Regions from separate parts of the Rattus norvegicus genome. Here all the other regions are linked to region 1. The links are chromatin contacts, called in public Hi-C maps. All regions are on one chromosome and are shown on one strand. Each heading gives the region's core, a stretch centred on a gene start, on an enhancer-like site or on the middle of the called end of the contact. The rest is flanking DNA. Distances are from core to core; before and after follow the strand shown. Region 1 has its middle 79 kb from the start of Foxo1. Region 2 overlaps Maml3 (mastermind-like transcriptional coactivator 3). Region 3 overlaps Maml3 (mastermind-like transcriptional coactivator 3).

What was found. A called contact is a pair of places that touch in the nucleus more often than the background predicts.
Region 2: a Hi-C map of the A7r5 cell line shows a contact between it and region 1, with 5 times the contacts expected there. The contact joins two enhancer-like sites. A contact is called at or near these places in 2 of 12 Hi-C or Micro-C datasets (the A7r5 cell line and Schwann cells).
Region 3: a contact with region 1 is called in a Hi-C map of the A7r5 cell line, with 2.9 times the contacts expected there. The contact joins two enhancer-like sites. A contact is called at or near these places in 3 of 12 Hi-C or Micro-C datasets (the A7r5 cell line, kidney and mammary epithelial cells).

What each region holds. Positions count from the first base shown.
Region 1 is chr2:138,382,079-138,385,350 of GRCr8, forward strand. No RefSeq gene overlaps it. Among named protein-coding and RNA genes, the nearest start is that of Foxo1, 79 kb to the right of the region's middle. Within about 2 kb of position 1,868, at least 26 of the 93 cell types and tissues checked have an H3K27ac peak or open chromatin away from gene starts, as enhancers often do. A contact at or near this core is called in the A7r5 cell line, where this site is marked.
Region 2 is chr2:138,095,998-138,098,821 of GRCr8, forward strand. The region is part of intron 1 of Maml3 (mastermind-like transcriptional coactivator 3); the gene reads right to left. Among named protein-coding and RNA genes, the nearest start is that of Maml3, 190 kb to the right of the region's middle. Within about 2 kb of position 1,369, at least 62 of the 93 cell types and tissues checked have an H3K27ac peak or open chromatin away from gene starts, as enhancers often do. A contact at or near this core is called in the A7r5 cell line, where this site is marked.
Region 3 is chr2:137,969,907-137,972,843 of GRCr8, forward strand. The region is part of intron 2 of Maml3 (mastermind-like transcriptional coactivator 3); the gene reads right to left. Among named protein-coding and RNA genes, the nearest start is that of Mgst2, 130 kb to the left of the region's middle. Within about 2 kb of position 1,310, at least 55 of the 93 cell types and tissues checked have an H3K27ac peak or open chromatin away from gene starts, as enhancers often do. A contact at or near this core is called in the A7r5 cell line, where this site is marked.

The sequences.
Region 1 (3,272 bases), core at 618-3,117:
GAATCAGGTCCTGGAACAACAAAGCCAAAGGAAATGTTTTCCGTGGCTGACATTTAATTGTGAGCACAAGGTGCTGCATTATCATGGGAAGAGACTGCAGAATGAAGTAGGGGCATAGGCTGGCTTCAAAAGCCTGGGTTCTTTGCTTTAACGTGTCCCATTTTGTATGGCCTCAGAGAGCCCCACTCGGATGGCACGTTACACACAATTCCACAATTCTATAGTTTTTCAACCCTCCACAGGGATTCCTTGTGGATCATTTCACAGCTCCTCCAGAGTCTGCTCTTTTGCAGCTAGCAGGGACAGTCAGCTTTTCTTCACAGCCTTCATAAGAATCCTTAATAAAAGAATCTACACACACACACACACACACACACACACACACACACACACACACACCCGCTGCCCCACTAGAGTTGTTGGAGACGACTCTGAGAACTTAGCTCCAGTCTGTCATTTTAGAGATGAGAGAGGTGAAGTGCTTATCCAAAGTCACGCAAGTAATTAGAGATAAAAGGCAGGACCAGGTCTGCTTAAGGTAGGACCAATCTGCTTTGCTCACCCCTGCCTTTTGCTGTTTTGATGCCCAGCAACCCCTGACCTGACCAGCTCACAGTCATGGTCTCCTCCTTTCTGGCAGCCATTGAGCTTCCTTGCAGGAAGATGGGCGATAAGGGAAGGGTTGGGACCAAAGGGCTTCCTAGCTCGCTGGCAGTCCCCTCCATTTATTTCTCCTTTACACAATGAAGGGGGCAGCATTGTTTGGTTCTTCATTTTTTTTTGTTATGATAATATGTAAAACTGGCTATAGCAATCCATAACTCCCCAGAAACTATTTCTCTTGTGATAGAGGATTTGAACTCCTGTGATTAAGAACAAGGAATGGCTTCCGTGCTTGGGATTCTGTTTGGTGGTCTTCTGATAAAAGGGGATAAGTGGCTCCCCCAAAAGCTTCAGTAATGCAAATTTCTTTACAAGACCCTGTAGTAGTAGTAGTAGTAGTAGTAGTAGTAGTAATAATAAAAATCTTAGGGGAGATGCACACAGTTGGTCATGTGCTAAGAAACAGAGACATTTTTCTTGTACCACCTTGCAAGAACATCCCACAACAGCTACCGTTGCCTTCAAAGTCTTCCTGTGTCACACTGAGCACAGAAGAGTTTCAGTCGTAAATGAGCAACTCAGTACACGTCTCTGCACATCCAAAATAAGCCAGCCTCGAAAGCAGCCGGTGTGCTTTATAGATTGTTCAGCCTGTTTAACGCAAACAGACCCACCTCGCAGTCCGCAGACAACTAGTCAACAAGCAGGAAAAATTTCCAAACAAAAGACCAGAACATTCCCGAACTCTTTTTAAACTGTCTTCCAAGAGCCGGGGAAGAAAACACCAGGTTGGCAGGCAGTGCCTGAACCTTTCAGTTGGGCTTTCGAACTTTAAGAACATTGGTTTATGCAGGGACCATGTGACAGGGTAACAGGGAGCCTAGATCTCTAAATCTTGTTTTCCTTTGTGTCATCCTCCGTCCACCCCCTCCCAGCTGGTGATTCACCCTGTCTCTGCAGAGACATCCACAGTTCGGTGATGGTCTATGTGGCAACTTCATGCTGTGCCTTAAGGATTCTGTGCAAATCGAGTGTGATCAACTGAGGTAACAGAGGTTGAAAGATCTGTGAGTTGTTCCTTAGATGTGGGACACTATTCCATAGGCTCGAGAGTCTGAAACATGAATATTATTCACTGAAACACTGCCCTAAGAATTAGAAAAAGAAATTGGGCCCTTTTTTTTTCAGGTAGGCGCATAAGGTTCCGCATGGGGGATGGGGCAGATGTCAGTCACAGAGCCTCCAAGCCTCATCCTAGAGAGTGCTTCCCTCTCATGTTGCAGTCTGGTAAATGCTAGAATCTTGGTGACTCACTGCTTCCCCATGTCCTTATTTGGTAGCATGCAAATGAAAAAAAAAAAGATCGTTTCAGATTTAGATTTCCTCAAATCGTGGTGTGAGCAGCTATTTTTACTTTTGCTTCAATCACCATTCTCAGTAGTAGAAAGTGTATTTAGAGTTGTAAAAACTGCTTTTTTTTTTCATTTGCAGGCTAAATTTAAATATGGAATTCAGCAACCAAAGAACTCTCTTGGTCAGATCCAGCAGTCATGATCAGGAAGTCCAGTTCTTCTGGCATATGGCTGTCTTCTTCATGCAGTTCTGATTTCCTACGACTTTTACAAGTCCGTGTTTGTAGTAGGTCTCCACAGCACCTCCACTTGGCGTGCCTTACCTTGCCCACAGATGTACTAGACTCAATTCCCTTCACATCTGTATGGACTAGCTGCAGTTCCAGGGACATGACACTCATTTTGCTGAGAGTGAAGCCTAACCAAAGCAGCTGCTCTCGACATCATATCTTGCATGGATACATCCTTGTCTGATGCCAGAAAAGGATGGTACCCATCCAGAACCAACATGCATCCTTCCACATAGGTCAGAGCTGGGCTTTTCCTACTTTCCAAGGGCAGCTATGTGGCAGGAGTTCTGGACCTGTTTCTTGACTGGCACCTGCACAGTGGGCTGACTGGGCACCCTGGGTGGGGAAACCTTTCTGTGAATTGGCTTTCAGAAGCACGTGTGGATGACAACCCTTCAGGGACAGCCAGTCCAGATTGTATTTTCAGTCCCATCTTAGTCCCATTTTGTCTCTTCCTGTTTGATAAAGCCGCCTGTGGCTCCTAGGGTCCAGGCTGGAGGTGCTAACTTCCTGTCTGTGAGACTCTGTGCGGACCGGCTGATGAGCCCTAGCTGGTTCCCCTTAGACCATCTTGGCTGCTCTCTCAGATTCCGGGCTTTGTAGTGGAGCAGATGACTCAGCCATGACCATGATGTCAGACGCTACTGAAAGGTGGAAGGGAGGTCTGCTTCTAACCCCGCCCTGAGAACGATCACCAGAGTCAGGCAATCAAGTGGATGGGGCAGCTGCGGCACCTTAGGCAACTAGGTGTGTCCTCTGCCTAAAATCCTCCACCCTGTGAGCATTCCACACTGGGGCTTGCTCCGTGCTATCTAAGGATCTGGGCATGTCGCTACTCGCTCCTCCTCCATCACTTCCCAGCTGAACTCAACTGTGGGCTTCTGCCCCTATCAACTCTCGCAAAGTGGGGACCACCCAGTGGGAATACAAGACAATAGTGTCACCTTCCACACATCTATGACGTTTTCCTCCTCAATATCTACAAGTAGCAGAGTATGGCAGGTAGGAAATTAGCGCCTCCAGCCTA
Region 2 (2,824 bases), core at 119-2,618, 290 kb before region 1:
TTCCTCTGCACGGGGGTTTTGCCTGCATGTGTGTACTTCGCCTGGGTGTAGTACCAAGGCGGCCAGAAGAGGGGGTCAGACTCCTTGGAATGAGAATTAGAGAAGTTGCGAGCTGCCCTGTAGGTGCTGGGAATTGAACCTGGGTCCTCTGGAGGAGCAGCCAGTGCCCTTAAATTGCTGAGCCATATCTCCAGCGCCTAGCCTCGTTCTGTTAGGGGCTTAGAGGTGTTTGGTGAGATGTGAACGGAACTGCTCTGGGGAAGTCTGCCGTCTGTTTAAACAGTACTGAGACAAGTCAGCTGTCTTCTTTCCCTGTCTTCTTTCCGGAGAGAAAGGGCTATTGGTTCTGTGTCTCTGGAGGACAATGACGCCCCCAGCATCCTTCTCCCACTGCCTCTCATGCTAGTGGCTGAACCATGATGCACAGATCCCACCTCTATCCTGATTTCCCAGTTGTCCCAGGCAGGAAGACGAGTGGTCACTTCCTGAGTAGTACATCTCTACATAATAGTCTTCTCCCTACTCCCCTGGTTTCGTGGTGAGATATTTCAATCCACATGCCCTGTGGGAATGACTGTGGTTTGATGGCTACAAAGACACACATGCTGGTTGGTTGCCATCCCCAAACAGGGCCCCAGAGACTCATAGCTGCCCTGCTCGGCAGCGTTTAGCCCAGTCCTGTTGTGCTTACACCATGGACTTCTGTGTTTTCTGGGCTAGCCAGAGAGACGTGAAGGGGTAGGCAGTTCAGCTGACAGACGGCATTTTGATAACCTTCTCCTTCAGGTATGGTGAGAACTACCTCACTTCTTTGATGGTCCTCTCTTCCATCTACATACACGTTTGGTTTGACAGTCTTGTCCTACTTCCCTATCAGGGCTTCCAGTTTCTCTTGGGCACAGTTGCCAGAGCTAAGCTCCAGTGGGGAAGTGCTTGTTTCCCTCTGTCCCTTTCTCTCTCTCCTATGCTACCTTAATTGCAAGCTTATGCTTTGTAAAAGGATAGAGGCCAGGGGAAGTCAGAGTAGGGAAATCCACCTTGGCCCAGAGCTCTCTTGGCTTCCTCAGTAGCAGGCTGGATGCCTTAACTGTTTGTCATCCACAGTTACGGATGTGCTAACATGAAGAACAGCAGCCACAGCAAGTATGGAAGCGGTCAGGACCAGAAAGCACACGCGAAATGCCAGGGCCCGTGAGGCTCCATCCTTTTCTCTGCCCTGATGTCTCCAGGGAGGCGGCAGTTGGCCAGTTGAGGCCACATGACAGGGATCTCACTGCTTCCCAACCACCACCACCCCTGCCCCCTCCCCCCCATGCCCCGCGCCCCAGCTTCTGCCCTGCTATCAAACCACTCCATCCCCATGTTTCTATTTCAGGGGCTGACGTAGGCTGAGCTGTGGAGGAGGGAGCCATTGCCTCCTAGACTTCAGGCTTCCCTTCCAGCTGCTTCTGCATTTGTGGGGGAGGAAAGGCACGGGTTGCCACGATTCTAGCAGCTTGACGAATGCCACCCTGGTCAATGTTTAACTTAACAAGAGTTCTTTTATTGCTGGCTTGTGTTTGTTCTTTTTTCTTCTCTCTCTCTCTCTCTCTCTCTCTCTCTCTCTCTCTCTCTCTCTCTCTCTCTCTCTCTCTCTCTCGTCCAATGGCAAGGAAAGGTTCGTAAGCAAAAAAGGTTACCAGGAAAATTCTGGGTAGCAAAGCCTTGCACTGAGGATGGGGTGGATGGGGATGGATGGGAGCGGATCAGGGCAGATGGGGGCAGGTGGAGGCATTAAGCTCAAGCTTGAAAAGGTTGATTGTCATATGACTCTAGAGATCCACAAGCAGGCTGGGATGGGTGGGTGTCAGAGGGTATCCCTCTCTTCTGGGTACCTCCTGGCTTAACTGTAAAGAAGTCATTTAGAGGCAGGTCAGGAAATTATCAGGTTGGAGCTGTGGACACAGTTCAGTAAGTACCTGGGTTCTTAGAATCCATGTTTTTTGCTTTTTTTTTTTTTTTTTAGTCATGGTGGTGTGCATTATAAGTTGGTTAGAGAGAGAGAGAGAGAGAGAGAGAGGGAGAGAGACAGACAGACAGACAGACAGACAGACAGACAGACAGACGAGTAACTTGGGCTAGGACTATGAGCTAGCCTAGAGCATCAGTAAGTTCCAGGTCATTCCTGGTCTTGTTGAAAAGGAGGTGGCAGTAAATGACACCCAATGTTGTCCTCTGACTTCCTCATGCACACAGTGTGCACCCCGCCACAGGAACACATGCACACAGTGTGTACCCCACCACAGGGACACATGCACACAGTGTGCACCCCGCCACAGGAACACATGCACACAGTGTGCACCCCGCCACAGGAACACATGCACACAGTGTGTACCCCACCACAGGGACACATGCACACAGTGTGCACCCCGCCACAGGAACACATGCACACAGTGTGTACCCCACCACAGGAACACATGCACACAGTGTGCACCCCGCCACAGGAACACATGCATACAGTGTGCACCCCGCCACAGGGACACATGCACACAGTGTGTACCCCGCCACAGGGACACATGCACACAGTGTGTACCCCGCCACAGGGACACATGCACACAGTGTGCACCCCGCCACAGGGACACATGCACACAGTGTGCACCCCGCCACAGGGACACATGCACACAGTGTGCACCCCGCCACAGGGACACATGCACACAGTGTGCACCCCGCCACAGGGACACACAGGCATGCACCCCTCCTCCCAGAGAAGGCAGCCGGTGTCCTTCCCACAGACTGGAGTGGCCTCGGGGAGCACGCTGACCTCCCACTGTCCTCCCGAGTGCCA
Region 3 (2,937 bases), core at 60-2,559, 410 kb before region 1:
AGGCACTGTCTACCTGATTTCTTGAGACTGGGTTTCTCACTGGCTTACAGCTCATCAAGTAGGCTAGGCTGGCCCATCATCGAGTCCCAGGATATCTCCTCTTTCCCAACACTGATTACAAGCACATTTCACAGCTTCTGGTGTCTTATGTGGCTTCCCCATGCCCGAGCACTTTACTACTGAGCCACCAATCCGGCCCATGAGAATTCTTTTAAAGATCGTTTTTCTTAAGACAGGTGGACATGGCCTGATGTAGGAAAATACCCAACTTTTTCTGAGAGATTATTATGTGCTGGCCTTTGTTTTAAGGTCCTCTTGGAAACTAGATTTTTTAGAGCCTTTTCTTTAGATTATTTTTAAATCCTTGAAACAAATCTACAGGATATGTAGTTATTGTTCAAGCGGTTAAACTCCATTTTACAAAACAGAAAATTAAGTCACAGAGAAATGACATATTTAGGGTTGTAGAGATGGCTCAGCGGAGAGCGCATTTCTCTTGGGAAATTAATTCCCAGGTTTGGTTCCCAGTACCCACACTGGGCAGCTCACAATCATTGTAAATCCAGTTCTGGGGGGAATCTAGTGCCCTCTTCTGGTTTCTATGGGAACCTGCACACACATGAAGCCTACATTCAGGCAGAAATGATCATAAAATTTAAAAAAACAAATCTTAAAAATAGAAATTAAATTATCAGCTGGAGACTATAAAGAATAACCAATCGCAGGTTGGGACTCAAATCAAAGGCTTCAGAATTCCAAGCACTTAGTATGTTTATGTTTATAAAATTAAAAATATATATCAACATGTAGAGATCGAAGCAGGAAAAAAAGATCCTTCGTCGTCGGGGTGGGTTTTTCGTTTGTTTGCTTGTTTTTAAGGGACGACTACTACACTGTATTTAGTTTTTGCCTTCTGTAGATCCAGGTCAGGCTTCCTGAATTCAACTGGGAAAAGTTAAAAGTTTCAGCTCAGTACTGAAGTCTTCTCTGAAGATGGGTTTCAGAAATCAGATCCAGGCTCCTCCCTTGTCCGCTATTTATCTTAGACCTCAGGAGGTAAAAGCAGCTTGAGATGTAACACAGCCACAAAGAAGATGGCAGTGAACGGTAATAAATAACACGACTGACACGTGGGCCCTGTGCATTAGGAAAAAAAGGAAAGCCACTCATGGCTTAGAATGGCAGAAACAACACATCTGTGCAGATATTCACCCTGGATCCATTGCAAGTCTTTTAAGGTCCCGGGCTCCGAGAGACTGAGAATGGTGAGTCAGTGGGGAGGGGAGAGAGCAGAGATAAAAATAGAAATGTTGATTGCATTGTTACTAATTCAGCCCAGCTCAACCGCTCCAGCCCGGTGAGTCAACAGCAGCGGTTCAAAGACACAAAAAGGAGAGGTGCGGGATGCTCCGTGCCATGGAGCAGAAGGGACGCGGTCACATCTGCGCCTCTCCGACTAAACAGACCCATGACACTCGGGCTGTGTGGTGTGAGTTCAAAAATGAACAAGTGGAAAGTAGCGAGGGACAAAGTGGACGCAGATCGATGGACAGCAGAGCTCTGACCCTCTGGCAAAAAGCTGCCTTTTGTAAGAATCCTGGGCAGTGGGGGATGGGCGGCAGAGCCTGAGCTTAGAGGCCAACTTCCACTCTTCAAACACAGTATTGTTTTCTCTGGGGCATAAGGCTTACTGCCATTCCAGACTGGTCTCCATGGCAGCAGGGGAGGAGGGAGAGGAGAGGAGGAACAGATGGGGGTCACGGAGGTCTTAATTCTCATGCAGGGGTCCTCCCTGCCAGCCCTTTTCTCCTTGAGGACCTGTGACACGTTGCACCTTCTCGGGGGCCCAGGAAGCCTATGGTATTGGCTCAATTCAACTGGCTAGATCTTGGGAGCCTACTTTGTGCGGGTCTTTTGCCTCTAATTGGCAGTAGTATCTGTTGAAAATGGCCAGCCTCTGCTTGGTTGGAAAGCTGAAAATGAGGAAAAGACCTAGTTTCTGTTCCCCTAAGCTTTATCTTTTCCCAGTCCCGGACTATAAGCAGCCACAATGTCGGGGCGCACGGAAAGGAGAAACGCACAACTGCTTTCTCGCCCCAGACGCTAACCTTACCCTCTGTAGCCTTAGAGTTCCTGGGCCTGTCTCCTTCTTTCTAGTTCCTTGCACGTGTATGATACTGCAGGATCATGCTAGGTCAGACCCCAACCATGAGATCCCTCCGACTGTCTTCCGGAAACCGTTATCTTGGTATTAAAAATCTGCAGTGCCTGGTCTTTCTCACTCCTAATAGTCTACTCTATCCTTTGAGTGGTTTCATGGCCTAGGGGGAACATGATAGGTAGAATGAATGAACGAACGAACGAACGCATGAAAACAAACCAGGAGACAGACACCGAAGAGCTCATTTCTGTCTCCATCTTTTGTTTCATGTCACTATATCTCATCGTTGATAATAAATTTTCTCCTGCCCTTTACCTGCAATTTCTACCAAGGTCCAGCTCATAGCTCAACGGCGCCACCTACTTCCTAGGATTCAAATGCAGTGTCCTCTACTCTCTCAGGGCCTGGGGCCATCAATGTCACTCTGGTTTTTCAAGCCAGGAATCTGGACTCCAACCAATATATGGCTCTCCCTCAGGCTCCATTTTCCAATATCCGCAAAGCCCTTTCTGTGGGCCTTCAGGGCTTGGTGTCTATTGTACTGAATTCTATTCACTTTCTCCTGTCTCTCCATTTCTTCTCACCCGTTCTCCCAGCCTTCAAATTATAGGACTAAAGTTGCATCCAAATTAGTCTCTCCACGTCCACTCCCCTCCACCAACTGTGTGGTCAGATGGAGGTTTTCAAAATGCAAATATAGCCACACCACAACAGCCTGCCTGTAGGTCTTCGGTGGCTTCTCTTCACTGTTAGCATGGCGGGTAGAATCCTTGAAG